3 separate regions of the Mus musculus genome follow, and regions 1 and 2 are each linked to region 3. A link is a contact called in public Hi-C and promoter capture Hi-C data. All regions are on one chromosome and are shown on one strand. Each heading gives the region's core, a stretch centred on a gene start, on an enhancer-like site or on the middle of the called end of the contact. The rest is flanking DNA. Distances are from core to core; before and after follow the strand shown. Region 1 holds the start of 4732471J01Rik (RIKEN cDNA 4732471J01 gene). Region 2 holds the start of Zfp574 (zinc finger protein 574). Region 3 holds the start of Lin37 (lin-37 homolog (C. elegans)).

Region 1 (3,418 bases), core at 246-2,745, 5.2 Mb before region 3:
TTCTCAGAATTTTCTTTCTTGAAAGCAGGACACATTTTCTCATGTAGCCCAAGCTGGCTTCAGACTGACTATATAGTCAGAGACTACAAGACTTTAAGCTTCTTTCTGATCCTCTTGCCTCGGCCTCCCTACTTCTGAATTATAAGCAAGTGCTATGATGCCTACTGTGTGTGGTCCTGGAGACAGACCCTTGGGCTTTGTCCATGCTAGTCAGGTACTCCAGTAATAAGCTACATCCCCAGCTCCAGGATTTTTCCTTTTATCATACTGGCTTGTTTACAATGTTTTGTAAATGGGTGAATGAGAGAGGTTGAGACAGAGTTCCACTCTGTAGCCCTGACTGACCTGCAACTCACTATGTAGCCCGGGCTTGCCTTGAACTGACTCAGCTTCCCAAGGACTGGGATCAGAGGTGTGCGGCACATGCCTGGCAACAACAGTCTTATTACCATCTGTGTCCTCAGCTCTACTGAGACTGCCCTGCTAGTTACAGAAAGCCGAAGCCTGGCACCTCTAGGTATTGAATGTCTGTCTCGGGATGAAATCTTTGTGACTAGAGCCTTTTAGATTCAGAATTAAGGTTGAGGCATACAACAGCTGTCAGCTCCACACTCCCTGCTCTGAGAAGGCTGAAGGTATCCATCTCCCTGCCCTCACTGGACAGGTACAGGAAACCCAACCAGCTCAGTGCCTCTGTGTCTCTGTCGTCATTTGGGAAATGGGCTGATCATAATGACAGCTGTCTCATCCAGTTACTTGTGGCAAGATCACAAGGATAAATGACGGCTCCAGCCAGTCAGGATACCCTTGGGGCAGAGGTGGGATCTGATTCACAGGTCTGAGGCCTGGCACTAGGAAGGGCCTCAGGAAATGACAGTCACTTCTCAGAGCTGCGAGCCTTTGTGAGTGTGCTTACCTGAACCCCGTGCAAGGGAGGAGCCTTACTCAAGCAGATTCTTTCTGACTCCTCATGACACTAAGGGCAGCTTGGCTATTAACAGCTCCACGTCACACTTCACACATTCCTTTGCTTATCAATCTAATAAATACTTGAATGTCCATGTGTCTGGCATTCCCTGTAAACAAGGCAGACACAACCCTACTCTTAGGGAGACCAGTGTCTAGTAGAGTCAGACACTCTACTCAGCACACTCAGCCAGACAGTAGACTTACATACACCTCTCCAAAACACACACATTTGAATCTGACAACAGCCCTACAGATGCCTGTTGGGAGCTCAGAAAAAAAATTGAGAAAAGGTCCCTGTTCATTACTTCACATTCATAGCAATTTGGTACAATGGGTCTTTGCGATTGAGGTTCCATATCGCTTCAAAGCATAGTGTTCTGCTATGTGTCTTTGTTGGGGGATAGGAGGCTTCAGGGTCCTGCTTGAGCTCCAACACTTGTCTACCAAAGGAGGATGAGGAATGATGAATTTGGGGGTTTTGGGTCTGGTAAGCCATGCCAGGTTTTTTCTGGTTTTGCCTGCACAGGAACCTGTCCCTGGAGTCTGATAAAGATCCATGGACTGCCGGTGGAGCTGCATAGCGGAGGGCTTGCTTAGTGTTCACCAGGCCCTAGGTTTGGCTGTAAGCAGCGCCACAAGACAGACAAAACTCATAACCAAACCAGGACTTAATGCCTGCTCTGATTGAGCCATGCAAAATCTTTGGTTGTTCTGCCACTGTTTCTCCAGCCTTTTGGATCCAGGGAAGCTAAATGGTAACTCCCTCCTTTCTCTAAGGACAACGTAAAAGTTCTCATGTTTTGCAAGTCGCCCCAGGGTTGCTGGGTTGATGAAGGTCGATTGTCAAAGAGCAGATGGATGGATTCACTGAGAGAGTAAGAAGGGGCTGCAAGGAGCTCTTCCAATTACCGGATGCCCCTTCTGCCTACCTTTTGCATTCTATTTATTTAGAAAAAGCGGTTAAAAACCCTTCTACGTTATTCTTTTAAGAGGGCAGAAGACATGAAAACCGCTTGAACCGAAACAGAAAACACTAAAGGCACAGCTCTTGGCCACACAGAAAAAGGAACCTGAGAGAGAACCTTATTCCGACAGACGAGCATTTCGGACACTTCCCCAAAGACCGCACTGGGACAGACGTAGTCCTTACGTCTCGGTGGGGCATTCTACTCTCACATCACCCCCCCCCCCACGCGCAGGACGGCAGTGGATCAGTCCACGGGTCTCTTCCCCCTCGTGGAAGTGGGTCAGTTCCCCCAGTCCCCAGTCCCCCGCAGGATGTGCGGGATTTCTTTTAAGCTGTTACCGACTCACCTTTGATCTTGCCTTTTCGCCACCGCCTGCGACTGCGGTTCTTCGATCCTTCTTTGCCCTGCTTGGAGGCCTGGGCCCCCACGGGCGCCGATTCCACGGCCGGCTCCATCAATTCTTTCCAGTCCTGGCGCGGGGCCCAATTCCAGCGATCAAGTTCCTCTCTTAGAGTCAATCCTAGTTACACACCACTGCCAGGCCCCCAAACCATCCAATCCTGGGCAGGCTCCTCGCGGAGCTCCGCCTTTAATGGGTGGGGCTGAAGGTCTTGGCCCGCCCATCTGCTCAGATTAAAGGAACCGCGCAGTGCACCGTAACGACAAACAAAAAACCAAAAACCAAAAACCAAAAAAAAACCCGCAGTCCTGGAAGCAGCGAGAAGTGCCCTCACAGCAGGAATAGTGAGGAGTCGCGTTAGAGTCACCCCAACAAAGAATTCTCAGTCATCTTGTGCAGGTGCTGACCCTCGCCATCTCATTCACCTTTCCTTGAACCTGGCCCGCCCACTTGCCCCGGGAGCCGGAAGAACGGGCGGGCGGGCAGGGGGCGGGCAACCCAAGGCGTGGGCGGGGACCGACTTGGGGGCGTAGCCGCGCTTGGTAGCCGTTTGGAGAAGCCCCGCCTTTTCCTCCGCCCCCTCACGTGGTCGTCCCTGTTTTTTTTTTTTTTTTTTTTTTTTTTTTCCCCCCCAGACAGGGTCCTAGGCTGTAGTTGAGGGTGGCCTTGGCCTCTCAGCAAACTACCTTCCAGTCTCACATCCGCGCTCCCTCCTAGTTCTTACTGCTCTGCTTCATGAGGTGTCTCTCCCTCTGCCCTGCCTTATTCCCCAGAATCAAAGGAAAGGGGAAGACAGCAACACCGCCGGCCTCAGGGTTGATCTACAGAAAGGAGCGTAAGTCGAGGGAGCCCACGTGCCCCGGAAAAGGCGGGAAACAGAGGAGGCCCGAGACTCGCACATGCGCACATGGCTCACTGTGCTCCCAGTTGCTTCTGGGTTGCCCATGCCAGAAGCTTCTGGAACCCGGCTGCCCTGGGAGGATTAAGCCTCGATTTTCTTCTTGACAGAGTGAGCATTAATTACTCTGTCCTCGGAGAAACCTCTCAGGCTTTTGGGGAGGAGGGACGGCCCTCTGAGGTG
Region 2 (3,228 bases), core at 18-2,517, 5.5 Mb before region 3:
AAACAAAAGCCGGGTATGGTGGCGCACACCTTTAATCCCAGCACTCGGGAGGCAGAGGCAGGTGGATTTCTGAGTTCAAGGCCAGCCTGTTTTACAAAGTGAATTCCAGGACAGCCAGAGCTATACAGAGAAACCCTGTCTCGAAGAACTAAAAAAAACCAAAACAACAACAACAACAACAAAAAAAACTAAACCTGAGACAGAGTGGAGTTGTTTTGCCCAAAGTCACAGCTAAGAAGTACCAGGGCCAGGATAAGCAGCCTAGTTAGAACATGTAGGTATACTTGCTAGGGAGTCCAGTAAGAAGACATCCAGCTAGACATCCAAAGGAGGGCACACACATGGTGACAACTGGAGACTCAGACCTACCTGTGGTTCTGTGTTCAAACCCCTCCTAGTTTTTCTGAGCTTCAGTTGGGGAAACGGGGGACAGTTTGACCAACCAGATGCACCTCTGATAACTCCCTTAACCTTGGCTTCAAGAGGGAGCTTCCTGAAAACTGTGGTGTACTTGTGTGGAGTCCAAATATGGATACTGGATCTCTTCAGTCACTCGCTACCATATTACATTCAGGTGTGTGTGTGTATGTTCATGTATGCACACTCTGGTATATGCAGAAGTCAGAGAACAACTTACAAGAGTCAGTTCTCTCCTTTCACCCTGTGGATCCCAGAATCAAAACTCCAGATCAGGCTTAGCATGTGGCTTTACGCGCTGAACCATCTCCCTGGCTGGCCTGGAACTTCATGTTTTCCCAGGAAATTCTTCCCATGCCTAGGGGTCCTTAACTGTAACTGTGTGGAAGGGCAGTCACCTGGAAAGATACCTTTAATGCTCAAAACAGGAGAGGCCGAGTCAGGCGGATCTCTGTGAGGCCAGCCTGTTCACAAAGCCAGACCATGCCTCAAACAAAAACAAGAACAACTGACTCGATCCACTACAAATCCCATAAACTTCCTTCTTCAGGTCTTCCACCCCACACCCTCAGCTTCTTCCAAGGGACCTTACTAACGGGGCTTTTCCTTTCTCCTTCCATTTCTCACTTCCTGTCACGTACCTCTTCCTCTAAACTCCCTCTCCTGACATCTTGTTTCCATTCTACTCTTCCTCGATTTCCCCGTTCATCCTCTTAATAGGAAAAAAAAGTCTTAAGCCTTGTTTTGTTCCTTTTGCCCTGTGTGACTGCTGCTGCTTGGTTTCCTCTCCCATTCACGCCGAGTGGTGTCTCTTTTTTTTTTTTTTTTTTTTTTTGCCACTGGCCCTCAGGGATCCTTGACTGTAACCCGCCGGCCTCCAGGGCTTTGCGTGTCTCTACAGCCTACACTGCCCGAATCCCCTACGCCTAGCTTGTCAGGCGCCCCCAAGATGGCGCCTCCAGCTTCGTCCCGCCTCCCGACGTCATCGCGCCCTCTCCGCTCAGCGCTCCCCTTTCGAGCTATCAAAGGCGGAATCCGAGAAGAGGTGGAAGAGGAAGAACCTCCAGGGAGGATTAAAGAGGCGGGTAGTATCCACCTGGAGGCCGACCAGCGAGGGAACATTGCTAAAGGATTGGCTGGGCGCTGCGCGATCCCACCCCTCCGCTCTATTGGTCGAGGCTTCAGGAAACCTGAGCATCGATTGGTCTAATGACAGGGGCAGACAGCCGATGATTGGGCGAATTGTGCAGTTCTTCGCAGCGGCCCAGGCGGAAGGTGGGAGGAGCGTTGTTGAGGGCGGCCTGGGGTGAGAGCGAGGCTGCGGAGCAGGCGAGACGACGGGCGCTAGAGAGGACGCGGCGCTAGAGTGGCGGTGCAAAGGGACCTGAAGCCCGTAGCCCGGCCTGGGGCCGGCGAGACGGCCGAGGCGGGTGAGTCCCCGCCGGAGCGCAGAGGTCCGGCCCCACCCGGCGGCTTGCCTGCGTCATTCGGCCTGCACGATGAAGGCCTGAAGGATCGCGTCCCGGGTGCGGAGAGCGGAGCGGCCGTTGGGCGCGCGGGCCGGGCGGGGGCTGTGCCGGGACGGCGGGTGGGATGGGGGACTGGAGTTGAGTGCGGGGCTGAGTGAGGAGGGGCAGGGCTCGGGCTGCAGGCCGGGGGCCGACCTTGGCGGGAAGGGGAGGTCCCAGAGCTGCCTCGCCGGAGGGCTCTCTGGTTGCATGGGGTATCGGGGCCACGGGTGGGTGCGCTGGGATGGGGATCAGAATCGAAAGGGGACGGTTAGAGGACTCATGGATGCCGGGGTGGGGAGCTGGCCCGAGAAAGGAGGTAATTAACGCAGGGAGGAAAATCGATTTCTGCCTGGAAAGAGCTGAGGCAGAGAAGAGGTTTTTGAGGTATCTTTAGAGCGAAGGGAGGGATCAGGTGTGGAAAACGGAGTAATGCTGACAAGGAAGACCGATAAACGCATGAAAGTGGGGCTTGGAAAGTATTGACAGAGGTCTTTATTTATTCTTACGGGTTTCAATAGGTTGAGCTAGAGGGGAGGGATTGTTTTGTTTTAGATACAGGTAAGTAGGCCAAAGGGAATATTCGAGCAATCTTGGGTGTAGTTGGAGAGACAGAGATGTGTGCTACAGAGAGCAGTCTAGGAATTTTGGGGATGTACCATATTGATAACTCTGGGGGATTTGGGTATCCCCATAGTTGTTTGCTGGTGAGAAGGTTTAAGTATGAAGAGGACCTCTTTTTGCAGGGTTTGAGTACAGATGGAGTTTCTAAGTGACAGACATTGGAAACCCTGAGTGAGATAGGTGAAAGGTTAAGCAATTGTGAAGGATGGGCCAGCTATTCCTGGCCAAGATTACAAAAAAGGAGAAATTCAGTCAGTATGAAATAGGGATCTGAAAATCCCTGGAGTGCGTTAGGATGAATTTGGGTCTTTTCTCAGAGGGGAAAAAAAAGGTTTAGGTTATACTCAGTAGCGGGGTTCTCAGCTGAGTTCATTAAGGTTGGCCTGGACCCTTATGCAAAAAAGGGTAGTGTTGGTTGGGGAGGAGGCACATAGGCATTCCTCGATGAGTTAGAGTTAAGTCAGTGTGAATAGCTGACAGTGTGCTGGGGCAGTAGCACAGCACACTTGGTCTTGGTGGAGAGAAAGGGTGATTGAAAACTCTAGGGGTGTGTCAGAAAGGTGAGACGCATCTGGCTGTGACGGATTAGACTTTGGTGGAGATGGACCTTCCGGGTAAAGGGTAATCCTGTGGTGGGCCTTTTTCCCTTTTGGTTTCTCCATGTAGCCCAGCCTGTCCC
Region 3 (3,366 bases), core at 663-3,162:
ATTAATTAGTCTTCCCATGAAACATCCCATGGGGCACTTTTCACCCTAGGCAGCCCCTCCAGCCTCCCATCCACATCCCCCCTCCAACAATCAGAGTCAGTCCAAACAGCTCCCACCCTGTGGTTCCCCAGGCTGGACCAGGTTCCAACCTGTCCATGTGACTCTTCTCCAGCAGACACTGAAGAACGGCATCCAGCTGGTTCCGGGCTTTGGCCATCTCCATCTCTGAGGGTAGAAGGTAGGAATCAGCTCTGTGTGCGCCTCCCACATTCGCCGTGGGAGGCGATCCTACGTCCTGTCTGGTCCAGTTACTTGGAAAGCAGCTTTAGTGCCACTCAGTGGAGAGACCAACTAAAGACAGAACCAGGGTGACAGAGCCTTAGGCGGGGCCAAGGGCACAGCTGCTACCACTGCTCTTTCTCTCCAACACCTACTCAGGAATCTAGGATCTGGACACCTTCCATGGACAGCCCTTAGGGTATTCCCACTGAGGTCTCCTCGAAACCCACTCCACTCCCTGGATTCTCCCATGAGGCGTGACTAGCTGGCCCACAGGCTCCTGACTCGCTGTGGGCACTCCTTTCCCAGCCCCAGTCTCAGCTCACTTGGCTTGTGGGAGTCTGTCAATATATCCCCTCCCTACCTCGCCTTTTCCTCCCACCCAGCGCCTAGCCTCTGTCATCTTTTCTGATCCACCTCCTTTTATAATGCAGACAAAAGAACCTTCCTAAAAGAAAGCCAAGCCTACTGGGCATAATAGCATATGTCTGCTATCCCAGCACTCTGGAGGCTGAGGTAGGAGGATCAAGAGTTTCAAGGTCAGCCTCAGCAATGAAAGATCCTCTCTCAAACAATAAGCAAAAGAAAGAAAAAATACAAAGACAGACAGACAACACAACGTGGCTTTGATCTTCTCCAGCACAGAACCCTCAAGGAGTCTTCAATCCTGACTCCAGAAAATGGGGTCTGTACTCAGTCTGGCGTTTCCAAACCCACCCTTGTCCTACCTGCATAGTTGTAGTGAGGCTCCCTCCACTATATATATTTCTCTCCTCCCACCCCCAGTTCTTCACTATATAGCCTTGGGTTGGCATGTTGTTTGCTAAGTAGGTCAAACTGGCCTTGACTTCAGAGATCCGTTTGTCTCTGTTCTCCATGCCCTGGGAATAAAGGCAGCTGCCAACACGAACAGCCCTCTCTCCACTCACTGCATCTCTGAGGATGTCCACTCAAGCTTTGTTGTTGTTGTTTGTTTGTTTTTTTGCACTTTGGGGTGTACCTTTACCAACTCACTCCTTCTTCAAAAACCTCCCTAGACTACCCACTTCCCTCAAAGGAAAAGTCGAAAGTCCCTTCCCAGAACCCACAGATCTGTCCTCCTCCCCTCCCATCTCTCTGCCTCCGTTTCCTCACGGCTGCAGTCGCCCTAGCTGCTCTGCTGCCCGCTTCCTTCCTACACCCTGCCACTCCTCCCACCTTGTCTATTTATCACCCTACACCCTAGCGTTATTGGAATGCACAGCCAGTGAGGATTGATTCAGGGACACTCCACAATTGATGACTCATGCCCACTGTCAGAAATGGGGAAAGTGAGGTAGAAAAAGAAAAGGACCCTTTTTAGAGGATCCTGTCATATGGGCTGCAGAGAGATGTCGCGTACTCCGCTTTTTCACTATTAACATATCTCTCCTGGATCCCCAGTCCTCACCTGATTTCTCCACTTTCACCTTTACCGGGAACATGATTTGGGTGCAGGTCTAATGCGCTGGATCAGAAAAACTTGGAGGAGGTGTGGTTCAAAAGCTAGGCGGAAGGCGGGCAGGGAAAGGTCAAAGGTAAGTCTGGGCACCACTGGTCCTCGGGCCTGAGCACTGTCCAGCCGCGACTGCCTTGGCGGCCACTTCCCTTCTTCCCCTTCTGTAGGCGGGACCCTTTGGCAACTGCTTTTTCCCACTAGTTGATGAAAACGTCAATTTCATTTGCTGGCCAATTGACAGCCTGTACTATTGGCTCCCAGCCTTAGGCTCCACCTTCCCGAGGCCCTGTATCCGGAAACAAACCAACGACAAGCCAGGCACCTGGGGGGCGGAGGTGGGGGTTGTGATTCAAACTTCCGAGGCTCAAGACGGAGGTAATGCGCCTGCGCCGCAAGGAGCACTATGGGAAGCAAAGACTCAGACATCCCAAGGCTTTTCGGGATTTGTAGTGTTATATTTTAGTATTGCCACTAAACCTATTTCCAGCTCCTAAGTAACTATCATAGTCACTGACATCCTTCACAGGAAGATCATTCTGGAGACGGACTGGATCCTTTCTGACAGAGAGCTCGCTAGGTGTATTTCTCAGCTAACTCTCTTTCATTTAAATACTAAAAGCGCTGGGTACTCATCCACATAGTGAGGACGCTTTAACGAGCAAAACAGGCAAAAATCCTTGCTGAGAATGTGTCTTATCGTGTAGAGGATAGACGATAGTCAATAAACAAGCCAAAAATTCTAAGTGAAATGTAATGGGAACACACAAATATGTAAAAATACTCAATAGGGAACATCAAAGTGGGGACTGAGACTTTATCATTATTTATTTATTGCCTCACTCTGGCTCAGTCTAGCCTGAAGCTCATTATGTATGTGACCCAAGCTGTCTCTGAACTCCCGGAAGGCCTCCTGCCTCAGCCTCCCCAGTGTGTGATTAACACAACAACCTGTTGGGTATATGCTTTTCTTAACTTATTGGGGGGTGGGGCACACCTGTAGCAGTCAGATCACTTACAGGATTTGAGGATCAAACGCAGGTCATGACTGGCAGCAAGTGTCCCTACCATTGAGTTATCTCACTAGACTCTTTGCTGAAATTATGTTGACACAGGGTATCACTACAAACCCCAGCTGGCCTGGAAGTCACAGAAATCCACCATGCCTCTGCTTCCCAAGTGCTGTGGTTTCAGACATAAGCCACCAAAATCATGAAATATTTATTTATTTATTTTTGAGACAGGGTTTCTCTGTGTAGCCCTGGCTGTCCTGGAACTCACTTTGTAGACCAGGCTGGCCTCGAACTCAGAAATCTGCCTGCCTCTGCCTCCCAAGTGCTGGGATAAAAGACGTGCACCACCACTGACTGGCCATGAAATTTTAAATGAGAAGATCAAGATGCCAGAGAAAGGGCTTGCTCACTTGTTGAGCGCAGTAGTTAAGGGGATTCACATGGTGTCTAACAACCATGTATAATTGCAGTTCTAGAGGATGCTGATGTCCTCTTCTGGTTCCCATGGGCACTACATAAAAGTACACACACACACACACACAAAACTAAATCAAGAATAAAGAATAGGCTGGGTGGTGGCGGCGCACGCCTTTAATCCCA

What was found. Promoter capture Hi-C pulls out the DNA fragments that hold promoters and counts their contacts. A called contact is a pair of places that touch in the nucleus more often than the background predicts.
Region 1: a promoter capture Hi-C map of liver shows a contact between it and region 3, with 3 times the contacts expected there. The contact joins the promoter of 4732471J01Rik here to the promoter of Lin37 in region 3. A contact is called at or near these places in 3 of 39 promoter capture datasets (cranial neural crest, frontonasal cranial neural crest and liver).
Region 2: a contact with region 3 is called in a Hi-C map of uterus. The contact joins the promoter of Zfp574 here to the promoter of Lin37 in region 3. A contact is called at or near these places in 3 of 484 Hi-C or Micro-C datasets (CD8 T cells, muscle stem cells and uterus).

Annotation. Positions count from the first base shown.
Region 1 is chr7:25,393,218-25,396,635 of GRCm38.p6, forward strand. It overlaps 4732471J01Rik (RIKEN cDNA 4732471J01 gene), which reads left to right and starts at 1,496. Exons shown (of 7, transcript NR_015569.3): 1 at 1,496-2,736; 2 at 3,111-3,172. It also overlaps a transcript of Lipe not described here.
Region 2 is chr7:25,075,540-25,078,767 of GRCm38.p6, forward strand. Zfp574 (zinc finger protein 574) reads left to right here and starts at 1,268. Exons shown (of 2, transcript NM_175477.5): 1 at 1,268-1,943. It also overlaps a transcript of Grik5 not described here.
Region 3 is chr7:30,557,734-30,561,099 of GRCm38.p6, forward strand. It overlaps Lin37 (lin-37 homolog (C. elegans)), which reads right to left and starts at 1,913. Exons shown (of 9, transcript NM_029377.2): 1 at 1,709-1,913; 2 at 150-225. The coding sequence starts at 1,742.